Regions from separate parts of the Mus musculus genome. Here all the other regions are linked to region 3. A link is a contact called in public Hi-C and promoter capture Hi-C data. All regions are on one chromosome and are shown on one strand. Each heading gives the region's core, a stretch centred on a gene start, on an enhancer-like site or on the middle of the called end of the contact. The rest is flanking DNA. Distances are from core to core; before and after follow the strand shown. Region 1 holds the start of Mcm2 (minichromosome maintenance complex component 2). Region 2 holds the start of Kbtbd8 (kelch repeat and BTB (POZ) domain containing 8). Region 3 holds the start of Nr2c2 (nuclear receptor subfamily 2, group C, member 2).

Evidence for each region. Promoter capture Hi-C pulls out the DNA fragments that hold promoters and counts their contacts. A called contact is a pair of places that touch in the nucleus more often than the background predicts.
Region 1: a Hi-C map of CD8 T cells shows a contact between it and region 3, with 4 times the contacts expected there. The contact joins the promoter of Mcm2 here to the promoter of Nr2c2 in region 3. A contact is called at or near these places in 1 of 39 promoter capture datasets (pre-B cells) and 2 of 484 Hi-C or Micro-C datasets (CD8 T cells and regulatory T cells).
Region 2: a contact with region 3 is called in a promoter capture Hi-C map of pre-B cells. The contact joins the promoter of Kbtbd8 here to the promoter of Nr2c2 in region 3. A contact is called at or near these places in 1 of 39 promoter capture datasets (pre-B cells) and 3 of 484 Hi-C or Micro-C datasets (CD4 T cells, muscle stem cells and regulatory T cells).

What each region holds. Positions count from the first base shown.
Region 1 is chr6:88,897,221-88,901,563 of GRCm38.p6, forward strand. It overlaps Mcm2 (minichromosome maintenance complex component 2), which reads right to left and starts at 1,560. Exons shown (of 16, transcript NM_008564.2): 1 at 1,425-1,560; 2 at 67-296. The coding sequence starts at 1,430.
Region 2 is chr6:95,116,449-95,120,504 of GRCm38.p6, forward strand. Kbtbd8 (kelch repeat and BTB (POZ) domain containing 8) reads left to right here and starts at 1,432. Exons shown (of 4, transcript NM_001008785.5): 1 at 1,432-1,526; 2 at 2,075-2,285. The coding sequence starts at 1,511. Kbtbd8os (kelch repeat and BTB (POZ) domain containing 8, opposite strand) reads right to left here and starts at 1,183. Exons shown (of 2, transcript NR_153843.1): 1 at 1,144-1,183.
Region 3 is chr6:92,089,949-92,094,233 of GRCm38.p6, forward strand. Nr2c2 (nuclear receptor subfamily 2, group C, member 2) reads left to right here and starts at 2,485. Exons shown (of 15, transcript NM_001347342.1): 1 at 2,485-2,866.

The DNA.
Region 1 (4,343 bases), core at 310-2,809, 3.2 Mb before region 3:
GGCCACCAGACACGGGGGGGGGGGGGGGGGGGGGTCCTTCTGCTAAGCCACCTAACCACAGCCTACCTCTCCATGCCATCACCAATGAGTTCCTCTCCATCCTCTTCTTCCTCCATGGGCCCCTCTGTGCCCAGCAGCCCCTCAGACTCATCTTCAAATGGGGGGAGGTCTCTGCCAGGGCTGGAGGTCAGGGCGTCAGCACGTCTGGAGCTGCGGCCTGGGCTGGAGGTGAGGGGATCACTGATCCGGCGCCGCTGACGGGCAGGGCTAGATGCTGAGAGAGACTCAGAAGACTCCTGTAGGAGAAAAAGTCTGCCATCAGACACTGGAGGGACACAGGCTGACAGCCTCCTGGTTACCATGGGGCCTTCCCACAGTCTGTCTCCTGTACACTAGGCATTGTTCTCAGGGACATATTAGTCCCTCAGATCTGTCCATGTCTGTCTTATGAAAAACCTCGGGGGCTATGTAGTTTTTTTTAAAAACCTGTTTATAATCTATTTTCACACCCCACTTAGCCCAAACCCCACAATATGCTGGGTGCTGAAACAAGAGGTGAAGATAAAAGAGGCATCAAGGAACACTATTCTAGAAGTGAATGGTGGAAAGAACAGATCTTTAACCTTTAATGAAAACGCTAACAGTAAGAGTAGGGAAGCCGAGCCAGGCAGTGGTGGTGCACGCCTTTAATCCCAGCACTTGGGAGGCAGAGGCAGGTAGATTTCCGAGTTCGAGGCCAGCCTGGTCTACAAAGTGAGTTCCAGGATAGCCAGGGCTATACAGAGAAACCCTGTCTCGAAAAAACCAAAAAAAAAAAAAAAACCAAAAAACCAAAAAACCAAAAAACCAAAAAAAAAAAAAAAAAAAAAAACAAAACAGAGTAGGAAAGCCGGGCCTGATGTCACAGGCATGAAATCCAAAATACCTAGAGGCTGAAGCCTGATGATCGCCAAGTTCAAGGCTAACCCGCACTACAGAGCGAGTTCAACCCCAGCCTGGGTTACTTAGTGGGACCCTTTCTACTTTCTTTCTTTTTGAGGAAGGGTTTCTCTGTGCAGTTTGGCTGCCCTGGAACTCACTCTGTAAAACTCAAAGACCCGCTTGCCTGTAACCCCCTAGTGCTGGGATTAAAGGCATACGCCTCCCCGGCCCAGCTATGAGACTCTCAAGAGAGAAGGGATGCACGCAGCTACGTGGTAGCCGGCTTTCCCTACATGCGCGGGGCTCTGGGTTCCATTTCCTGCAGCCTCACCACCATAAGTGCGTGTAAACCCGGGGCCTAGAGACACATGAGGAGAGCAGAGACGACCCGTCCCAGACTGGTGCAGGTAGCCCCGCACTCAAGCCTGCCACTAGAGGAAGATACCGGCCAAGCTAGCCGAGATCGCTGAATACCGCCCGCCCGGGATCAGCCCATTCCTCACCGCCATGTCTGCGCTAGCTCCACCGCACCAGCTGCCACCGGTTTTCGCGCGAAAACTAGACCACGTGACCCGCCCATGCCCGGGAAGCGCCGGGAGGACTCAGACGTCACTACGTCCTCGTCAATCTAGAGCGGAAGGAGGGCTAGAATGTTTGGGCACGCCCACACCAGAAAGCCCCGCCCCGCTCCCCGCCCACAGCTTTCAAAAGGCTGAGCCCTCGCCTCCTGCACACCTAGGCTTAACCCTTCAGCGTTTACCACGCTAAGGCAAGGAAGCGGGACTTTGGGTCACTAGTGGCTCTGAGGACCAATCCGGCCTTCTAGAGTGTGACCTAGGTATCTAAGTGTCGGTATGGCCACTTGTTGCAACTGAGACTGTTTCCTGATTTCTTTTTTTTTTTTTTTTTTGGTTTTTCGAGGCTGGGGTTTCTCTGTGTAGCCCTAGCTGTCCTGGAACTCACTCTGTAGACCAGGCTGGCCTCGAACTCAGAAATCTGCCTGCCTCAGCCTCCCAAGTGCTGGGATTAAGGGCGTGGGCCACCACTGCCCAGCTTGTTTTCTGATTTCTTCCTGATTTGGCATCAACCTCTCCCAAAGCACTGAGGTTCAATCCTTCAAGCACCCAGGCTGCTGTGGGCTTTTATCAAAGTGGGAATCAATTGTACTTGGCTGCAGTTGGCAAAGGTATGGGGAGGATGTTCCAGGTGAAAAGGGCCTGGTGCGTGATGCAGTACAGCGAAGGCTGGGAGTATATAGGGATTACCACTCCCTTGGTTCAAAGCTTGTAATGCCCAGGAAAGGTGGGAGAGTTCAGACTGCAGATTAGCAGTCTGTCTAGGAGTTGGAGCTCTGTCCTGACATGAGGTCACCTGAGGGATCTGTTAAATCGAGGTGTAGGATGAATCAGTAGCTACCACCTGACGAGGTGGGCAGAGACAGGCTGAGTGCTTCCAGTGAGAGGCCTGCTACTGTTCCTACAGTCTTAGGCATCTGGTTCTCAGCTACTGGGCAGGATGTGACTTCTGCTGTATGCACAGCATCAATAATCCCACACAGAACCTAGTGTAGGGCAGAGAGGAAATCAGGAAGGACGCTCAGAAAGGGGGATCTGCAGGCTTTATAGTACAAGAGATACCCCAAGGTGCTAAAGGGTATCTTAGGGAGATGGGCTAGTATGACCTCTGAGACAGGAATCCACACCCTCTTGTCTGCTGGATGCCACTGTGGTACCCAGAGCTGCTATCGATGCAGGAAGGTACTGCATCTATATGCCAGAGACTCAAAAATAAATAAATAAAAAATAGAAAGCATATTATGCCACCATAATAGGATATGTTCTTTGAAAAGCTGACTGTGTCCACCATAAGCCCCTAGGCCCCTACAAGTTCCAATGATATGACAAGCACCCAATTCTTAAAAAAAAAAAAAACAAAAAACAACTTATCTTCCTCCTTTATAGAATCTCTCATTACTGGTCTGCCATTCCATGCTTACCCATCCTTACTAGCAGGGTGTCATGGACAAGATAAACCAGAGCCACATTCTGTGAAGAGTCCAAGTAGCCTGGGCCTTGCTAGACCTGGTGACAACGGAGAGGGGTAGAGTCACCACAGGCCTGGAAGGACCCTGCAGGTGGGTAATCCCTTTACTGTAATGGGATAGAAAGAGGTGTGGTTTGTAATTTTGAAAGATCAGAACAGCGAGTGAGATTGACATAGGGAGGGTCCCAGTGTCCCAAACATGCTTTAGGTTCCCAAGATGGGCACAGCTGTCCATACCCTGCACTGGTGCAAGCCAGGAACACTACCTGACCGATCCCCATTCATGTGACTTCCTGGATGCCACACTGTCCTGTATGCAGAGGCCACAGTGATGGAGGAGCAACTGCCTCTGCTGCCAGAGGGAAAGAGGCATTCGATGACCTCCATCACTCAGCAAATGCCGTAAAAATCTCCCAGACATCACACATGGAGCCCCGAATTCCAGAGGGTCAAGTGCAGAGTGACATACTGTTACTGTTCTTCTGAGACATAGCCCTGGCTAGCCTCAAACTTGAGACGATAGTTCTTTATTTTTATTTTTATTTATTTATTTATTTATTTATTTATTTCAGAGACAGGGTTTCTCTGTGTAGCCCTGGCTGTCCTGGAACTCACTCTGTAGACCAGGCTGGCCTCGAACTCAGAAATTCGCCTGCCTCTGCCTCCCAAGTGCTGGGATTAAAGGTGTGTGAGACAATATTTCTGTCTCAGCCTCAAGAGCACTGGGATTACAAACATATCATCCCACCACACCCCGTTTGCTTAGTCCCTAGGCCCTTGTGATTGACAGTGGGGTTTGGGGACAGGTGCTGGAGAAAAGGCTTAGTGGTTATGAGCATGGTTAGAAGCCCTGAGTTCAATTCCTGTGGCCTTTTTGACACCTGGAGGTCAAGGAGGGCCTAGGACATGTATTTTGCTATTATTCCTAAACAGGGCACTGTATTCTCTTGGCAGGAAGTTGGGAGCTCTTGATGGTTTTCAGGGTGGCTGTTACAGACCTTGTAGGCGCAGGCAGGCACAGCCAGCTTCTGTGACTAAGACCAAAATGGACAAATGGGACTAACCTGGAAGTCTCAGGGATGCTAAGTCTCGGACCAATCACAAAGAGGCCCAGAGTCATTCCAGCCCCTGTGTGACCAGGACGGGGCAGTCCTGGGATCCTATAATAAACAGGTGCCTACATCTTTAACCAGCACTGAGGCACCTCTAAGGTGTTGCTGAGACACACTGCCCCCCCCCCCAATGCCTGAGGAAGGGGTAGGCAAGTCAATACCTACTCTTGAGGGAGAGCCCAGGAAGCTCTCTGTGAAGAGAGAATGTGAGAAGACAGGCCCGAGGTTGCATGCAGAGAAGCCCAAGGGCAGCCACAAGTTTGAAAA
Region 2 (4,056 bases), core at 182-2,681, 3.0 Mb after region 3:
TGCAAGTATTTGTTCACTTCGCTTTCCATTCATCTTTTAAGTTTCTACAACTTGTCAGAGCATCCTGTTAGATGCCAGAAACAGGATGAGGAAATCAGAATAGATAACAAGGTGGCTGGGGAGATGGCTCCGTGATTAAAGTGCTTGCCATGCCGAGAGAGAGAGAGAGAGAGAGAGAGAGAGAGAGAGAGAGAGAGAGAGAGAGAGAGAGAGTTAATATCTCTGGGTTTCGATTGAGAGACCATGCTTCACTGTATAAGGTAGAAAAGCAGCGTTGTAGGATTTCTGACACCAATCTCCGGCCTCCACGTGCACCTGCACCGCCCCCCAACATGTACATCCACTCGTGCAAACAAAACAAAACAAAACAAAACACCAAACCACAGATACAAATGCACACACACAGAGACTCAGACAGACAGACAGACAGACAGACACACACACACACACACACACACAATAGGAGAAGAAAAAAAAATAGGTCAACAATAAAACCCCTGCTTTCTTGCAAAAAACTATGAAGTAGACTGAATGCCGAGTGCTCGCTGTTATAAGAGAGGTTCAAGGGCTGGAAGAGCTTGTGCAAGAGCCAGGGTTGAGCACGGTCCAGAGGAGCGCCAGGCTCAGCCTCTCTCCAGCATCTCTTCACAGGAAAGCCGGAGGCCCTCTTCACGTTCAAGAAGCCCAGGGGAAATCAATTATCCGAGTCTCCCTTGAGTACTCGAGCGCTCTTCGGTGTGACAGGTGTTTCCTGGTGTGCTAGAAATGCAAGCCAAGTGGATTCAGGTCCTGAGTGGCCATGTAACCAGACCCAGTTGATCTGTGAAAAGCGGGGCATGTGGCTAAGGGGATGCAATTTCAAGTGGGCGTTACAGGTGACTCATCAGAGACCTATCGATGGTGTGTGTGTGTGTGTTGGGGGGGGGGGGGTTGTCTTATATCCTTTGTATTTTTGGATAACAGCCCTCCTGACCATTTCCAACTTTTCGGAGTTTCATAGCCCTCGTGCAGAGCGCGTTTTCATACCAGAATCTAGTCACGGATAGGGAATTTGGGGTATGAAGACAATTATTTTTAAAGTGGAGTCGAGACTAGGAGAGAGGCCCTTGCCGGGGAAATTTGCTCAATAAGAGCTTTTCCTACCTCACTCCTCAGAGTGACAGTTCGCCTCAGCCAGATGACTACATTTCCCAGCGGGCGCTGTGCATCTCAAGGCACAGGCTGGCGGGCTCGGGGCGCTCCTCCGCCCAGCTAGCCAATAGAAATGCTCGGCTTGGGCCTCTGTCCGACTAGGAGCACGCGGGAACGGGGGCCTTAAAACTACATTTCCCGACGCGCTGGTAATCGCGCACTGACCAATCAGAGCCAGGTATTTTGAGGCTCGGGGAGGAGCCGACTCGGTCAGCCACCCTCATTGGCTAGGCAACGCTTAGCAGAGCCGGAACCCGGGAGCGAGCGAAACGCAATGACATTTCCTCTTTAAATAACCGGAGCCGGGGCCCCTGTAGTAATGGCCGCGTCGGCAGGTGGGTGGCGTGGTGCGGCCGCCCGCAGTGTCGGAGGAGGGAAGCAGGAGCGCGGGCGCCGGCCACAACCTGAAGCGGCGGCCTTAAGGCGGGAGGGAAGGATGGAGAGACGGCGGGCGCGGAGGCGAGGATGAATGGGGAGGAGGGCGGTGGGCGGCGCGCCCGCGAAGATGGGGCGTCTGGGTACCGGCCGCCCGCGAGGCGGTTGAGGGGTGCCCTGGCAGTCGCCCTCGATCGCGCTGCCCTCGGGAGCCTTCCGTCCCGCGCTCGACCCGGAGCCGAGTCCCCGCGCATCGCCGCCGCTGCCGGCTCGGCTGGCTCGCCTCACACGCTCCCTCCGCGAGCGCGGCGGTCCGGGCTCGCCGGGCTCCGGAGGAGCGCGCCGGCCTGGGAACTTGTTCGCCCTTGTTGAGCTCTCGGCTCCTAGAGCCTGTGTCGGCGCTCCTGTGCCCACACACGGACGTTTGTGTACGGGGTGGGGGGGAAAAAAACCCACGATGCCGTAAACTGGCTTCGAACTTCTTGTGGTTGTGCGATTTTTCTCCTAGATTTAAGTAAGTCTTCCCCAACACCGAATGGGATTCCATCTTCAGACACAGCCAACGATACCATGGATCCTTTCCATGCTTGCAGTATTCTTAAGCAACTCAAAACAATGTACGATGAAGGACAGTTGACAGACATTGTAGTGGAAGTGGATCACGGGAAAACATTTTCCTGTCATAGAAACGTTCTTGCTGCAATCAGCCCCTACTTCAGGTATGACGACGGTAGAAACTTATATATTACTATCCGTACAAGACTCCCTTTCAACCCAGTGTTAGCCACTTGATTGTGGTACTGAGTTGGGACAAATACATAAAGGCAAACCAGGTGTTTATTTTCTGAGAGTAGGTAACAGGTCTTGCTTGTCTTACTAATGAGCCCCTGTTTTGAGGTGGGATTCCAGAGTTTAGATAGTTGGATTTTAAGTTAGTGGACTTGTGAGGTATTCATACTATGTATGCTGCCAGCCACATTTGAAAAAAATTATAATGCTTTAAAATTAAAATCAGTGGCGACACTAAAACATGTCACGTGCACAGACAACTAAGTGTGGCTGGTGGCTGCTGTACTGGGCAACGGGGATATACAGTGTTTCAATCAATCATTGAAATGATCTAGAATTTTAAATATTTCTGATGTTTCCCCACCCCCCACCCCCGGTTTTTAGTACATAGGACTTTTTTTTTTTTTTTTTTTTTTTGAGTTTAAAACATAGGAACTTGCTCCTTTATAAATAAACTAGGATTTTAAGATTGTTTTAATGCCATGGAGTTTTGTGAAGAGTAGTGAAATAAAATACAGGTTATTTATGTCTTACTTTCCAAGATTCCCAGAAATAGTTCATGCTTTCTAAACTCTCTTTTTGTCCCTTTTGCCATAAAATGTTGAAAAGTGAAAGTTTTATTTGAACTCAAGTCTGAAAACTAAGTTTTTAGTCTAAGAACAGATGATTGGAATCGGTTTTGTTTCAGGTACTTCCTTCTAAAAGCCCTTCAGCATACAGAAGTGGTTCGTGAATGATAGGAAGACTATCTTGTCAGCCACACTCTTGCTCTATCTTTTGAGGTGCTTATAAGGTGCTTATCCATCCCACTGTAATGTTGCATTCATTAGTTTCTGGTCCCTCTTTCTCAGAATGCTGGGTCAAATACAGTTACATCAGTTTTGATATTGAAAATCGTTTAGACTTGCCTGGGGTAGGTCATTGAACCAAGTATTAATTATTACAGGATAGAAAGCTGGAAAGAAAAAAGATGAAATGTCCAGAACACAGGTTGGCTTGGCATTAGAAGCCACTGCTGCTTGTCATGTGTGTATTTGAATATATGGCACGCTTGTTCCTTACCAAACTCTGAGTGAAGCTTACTTGATATGTATTGTCTTCAATAATCCTAATAATCTTGTGCTTATACAGTTATGCCCATATGTGTATGAAAAGATCCAGATGAGTGATATCTAAGTCATTCAAATGGCAGAACTAGATTTTATTCTAAAATTAGACTTCTTATTGTGTGACACTTAACAAAATGGATCAAGTGGGTCTCCATTCAAGTTTCTGTTTTTTTTTTTAATGAAACAAAACTATATTCCCTTTGAATAGTAAAAGTAAATAAATAAATACATTGAATGGATATGGGAGTGCATGCTTTTAATCCCAGCATGTGGGGAGCCAGAAGCAGGGGAATCTCTGAGTTTGAGGCCAGCCTAGTCCACATAGTTTCAGGACAATCAGTGCTGTATGAAAAGCCCTTGTCTCAGCATAGTAACAACAAAAGTTTCTTTAGAATGAAACCTTAAGGAAAGGTAATGATGTTTACAAGTAAGTCCTACTTAAAGCTCCAAGTATTCTATCTGTGTTGGGGAAAGAAGATTCAAAAATATACTCACTTAAAACAAGAACAAAAACCAAACTGTCTTAAAAGTGTATGCCTAGGCTACTCAGAATTTACTGTTGTTGAGGATGCCCCCGCACTTCAGCCTTCCA
Region 3 (4,285 bases), core at 1,235-3,734:
AAAAAAAAAAGAACAACCCACAGGTAAGCATATAACCTATATATTAAAATCCACCTTACATTGTGCCATTTTGTGTGTGACTCTAAAAAGGAGTAAGATGTTATAAAGTCTTCCTGACCCCTAGCTTCCAAACACTTGTTACCTGCTAACAATGTATCTGTGCGGTGCGCTAATGTGTTATTTTCAAGAGAAAAGTTGCTACAATTTTAAACATTTCATTTGAAAAGCTACTTAAGGTTACAGCAAATGCGGCCAACAGAAGCCAGGCTAACTTCACCGGTGAACCAGTAGCTTCAAGGAGCTCTGGTTTTCCTTACTGTGGTTACTTAAAGAGGGTTCCAGGTCCTGAGTCTAAGTGGCAGATCCAGAATATCAACTGAAGAAAAAGAAAACTATAAACCAAGATAAGTGCATTCATTATGATTTATTTTTAAAACGTGAGCAATTGTACTGTTCCTTCGAAAACCCCATCAACGTGAATTTTTACACTGTATTATTTAGCACTATAAACTTTAATTCTTGGAAAATTCTATTCCAGACCACTTCATATTTTCAAGGATTTTACAGTGAAAGGACTTATATATGGGCTACCTTAGGCATGTTACTGAGCTCTCCCGGGGCACACGTTCTATAAATGAGGAAAACTTCCTTGCCTCCTGTAGAGGCTCCTTTCAGCTACAGGGTCTGTAGGGCACAGAGATACATCCCTGCCCCCCCCCCCCCACTTTCCCAGGAGACAGGAAGGGGAGGGGACTGTGTTTAAAACACTTGCCACAAAATAGAAAGTCGATTAAGACTATGGGCATTGTTAGAGTCACCCTATTGTAAGCCTAAATGTCTACTGCAAAAATCTTGAAGCATTTATTTCTAATGAGCAAGAGGTGTGTGTGTGTGTGTGTAATTAGATGGTAGAGTATATCCAATCTACACAGCTCGGTGATCAAGGGGAGTGGGTGAACATTGCAGGCAGACACTCAGAGGGAAACGGCGGCACCTTCCCAAGCCCAATGAAGAAGTATAACCCGGAGGCTTTTCAGAATGCAATCAGTGCGTGCCAAAGCTGCTTTTCTCAAATCGCGAAGGAGAGGGGCACGGGACTGCACAAGTCTGGGCTCCAAGGCTAAGCACCTGTTTTAAAAATGGGCCTGGGGCATCTGCACACTTGCCTGGTCCGGCCAGAGGCATGCACATCCTCGGAGCTTTAAAACAGAAAGCTACCATCCATCCCAAGGAAGGTACCGGGAGCTCAGTGCACTCCCAGGACACCGCTCGCTTGCAACATCTCGGCGCGGCGCCAGGCAAGGGCCCGCTTCTCCAGCCTGCAAGCGGTGCCTACGGGATCGGCCGCACCTGCCCGGCCCAGGCCTGCGGGCCTCAGCTCCGGCGGCGGCCGCAGCGGCAGCGGCGGCGTTCCGGTGCGCGCGCGCGCTCAGCCAATCGCGTGCTCGCCCGCCCCCCGCCGCCGCGGTGAGGCTGGCGCCGGGAAGAGGAAGAGGAACATTCGCCCTCCTCCTCCCAGCGCGCGGGCGGCGGCGGCAGCGGCACCGGGGTCACGAACTCTGACCTTTCACTGACAAAAACAATAACAAAGCGCGGTCCCTCCGCGACCCCGGCGGTGCCAGGGCCCAGCCCGCCGCCCCGCTCCGCACCGGCCCGCCGCGGCGTCCCGGCCGCCCGAGCCCCCGGGCTCCTGCCCTCCGGCGCCTGCCCGGCCCGCGCCCTGCCCTCCTAGCCGGGGGCGCCGGCCGCAGACACGGGATCTGCTCCGCGGTTGTGGTGGCGCCCGACCCTGAGGTAAGAGCAAGCCCGCCGGGCCAAGCCGCGGCGCGGCGCGGCGCAGCGCGGCACGGCGGAGGAGGGCAGGCCTGCGCCGCCATGGAGGCCGCGGAGGCTGAACGCGGCCTTTTACCTTTGCCACGGGGCGGTGGCGGCGGCAGCAGCGGGCGCTTTGCATAGTGGGCCGGGCCGCACCCTTCCCTCCCCTCTCTTCCACTCCCCTCCCCTCCCGCGGCCGAGCCCGGCGAGCCGCTGTCCTGACCGGGCCGGCCGCGCGCCGCGGGGGCGGAGAGGGGGACTGTCCGCGGCCCCGCCTCACGCCTGGCCCTCCGCCAGCGCCGCCATCTTGTCCCCGCGGCGCCGGCCAGGCTCCCCTCGGCGCGCGCCCGGCCTGCCCGCTTCTTCCTGTGTTCCCCGCTCCTCACCCCAGCACTCCCCGCCTGCCGTTGGCTGCCACCCTGGCCCAACCGCCGTTTTTCCGGACTAGGAGGGTGGAAGGGGAGGGAGGGAGGCGTGGGCAGGGCACGACCTCCTGAGTGACGGCCGGGCTGGCCAATCGTTCCCCCTTATAGGAGGGCCACGGCCTGCGGCACCGCCCCCGGGGCTGTGCTGGTTGGTCCAGGTGGGAGAGGGAGGTCCCGGGGGCCGCTAGTGCGGGGTGTGAGGCCGGGCGGGCCAGCCTCTGAGGAACTTGGTGGGTCTCGGGCTGGGAAGCTGGTGATGCTTTTTGAACCCATGGCGCGGCCAGAAGGGAAGAGTTCGTCGGCACTTGGAGGCTCTCCGGGGTTCGCGCTTTCCTCACGACTCTGGACGGAGCCCCTCTGGCGGGCTCAATTTCAGTCCATGAAATTGGGACACCAGACGTTCTTGCCAAGCCTCGCCTCTCTCCTCAGCATTGTTTGAGGGACTGTTCTCTGAAAATGGAGTCCAAGCTACTCTGCCAGCCTCAAAAGTAATTTGCAAATGGTGGTGTTAGTTTTTTCGTCTTATTGTGGTGCTGGGGACGGCCCTGCCATTGAGTAACATCCCTAGTCCCAAAATGGTGATGTGGAAATATATAAGGAACCAACTGGAGTGGAAAACTTGTGAGGTGATTCTCTTTCCTACTTTCATTAAACACAGTTGTGCGTAGCTTTAGACACTAGGACACTACTTCCAGAGATTCAACTGACCTGGGCAAGGAGCCATTCTCCCCCCAGAATTTTGGATGCCGAGGGGATACAAAGGCTCAGAGAATGGTCAGAGAATGGAAGAAACTGGATGATGTGCTGAAGGAATCGTGAGGGCATTAATTTAATTGGATGGTGAGGAAGTCAGGCTTCACTGAATGTTTGAATAGATTTCAGGAAAAGAGCTGGGTTCTGGATAGCAAGCTTGAAGATGGGAAGGGAAGATTTTCCCACACTTTTTGTTGAGTAAATTGTTGCTGATACTATTGATAGCTAAGTGCTGCATATTTAATTGGTGCATTTTTACCCGAACTTGACAGTTGGGATAGCATGCCCAGCAATAAAATGTCCATTATACTAAGCAGGGAATTTGAATTGGACTTCAGTAGGCATTCTTTTAACATATTTATCTTTCCCAGAGATAAAATTGATTGATGCTATGAAGCTACTGAAAATCTCATTTATCAAAGTGGAAAACAAACTTTACAAAATATAATGTTAGCTTCCATTGGAAAGTCTGATGACTAAAATATTTGTGCATATAACATAGTAGGAAGGGCTGGCTAGCATGTAGGAAATCAAGTTTCATCCTTAGCACTGCATAAACTTATGTAGTGCTGCATATCTGTAATCCCAGTTACTGGGGCGGTGGAGGCAGATCAGAAGTTTCAGTGTCATTCTTGGCTACATAGAGTTTTAGGCCAGCCTGGGCTATAAGATCCGGTATCCAAAATAAAATATTTGAAATCAAACAATACCTTTTTAATAATATGAGCAGTCTCAGTTTTAATTCTTTCTTTGGATATCTCAAGAGACAGTGTAAGTTAAGCCAAGCAAACATTTCCAAAAAGAGATTGGAATAAGCTGTCCCAAAGTGACTTGCAGCCCAGTGAGTTCTACACTGTGGATTTTAAAGTTTTCCTGAATATTTATGAGGTGATAGAATCTTCATGAAATAAAGTGACAACCCCCTTTCCCACTCCCAAAGCATGATGGCTCTTCCTTTTGGGTTTTCTCTTTCCAAAAGCTGGAAATTTTAAAATCACAATACAGTTGATATTGTAATGATATCAGATCTTTTAAGGATGCAGACCCTTCTTTCAGGCACATGGGTGAGAAAGTGCCCTGATACCTTTAGTTTCTGATAACAGCAAGAATAGCCTAATCACAGGTTCAAGGCTGTTCAACCACAAAAGGGCGTTCTAATTGGAGACACAGCTATCAATCTGAAGCTGCAGTTTTCTCCAGTTATTTTGTATCGAAATCCTTGTCAGTCTGTAGTCAATCAAACTTTTAAGAGACCATCCAAGTATGGTGGTTGGCACAAGACTTTATCACAC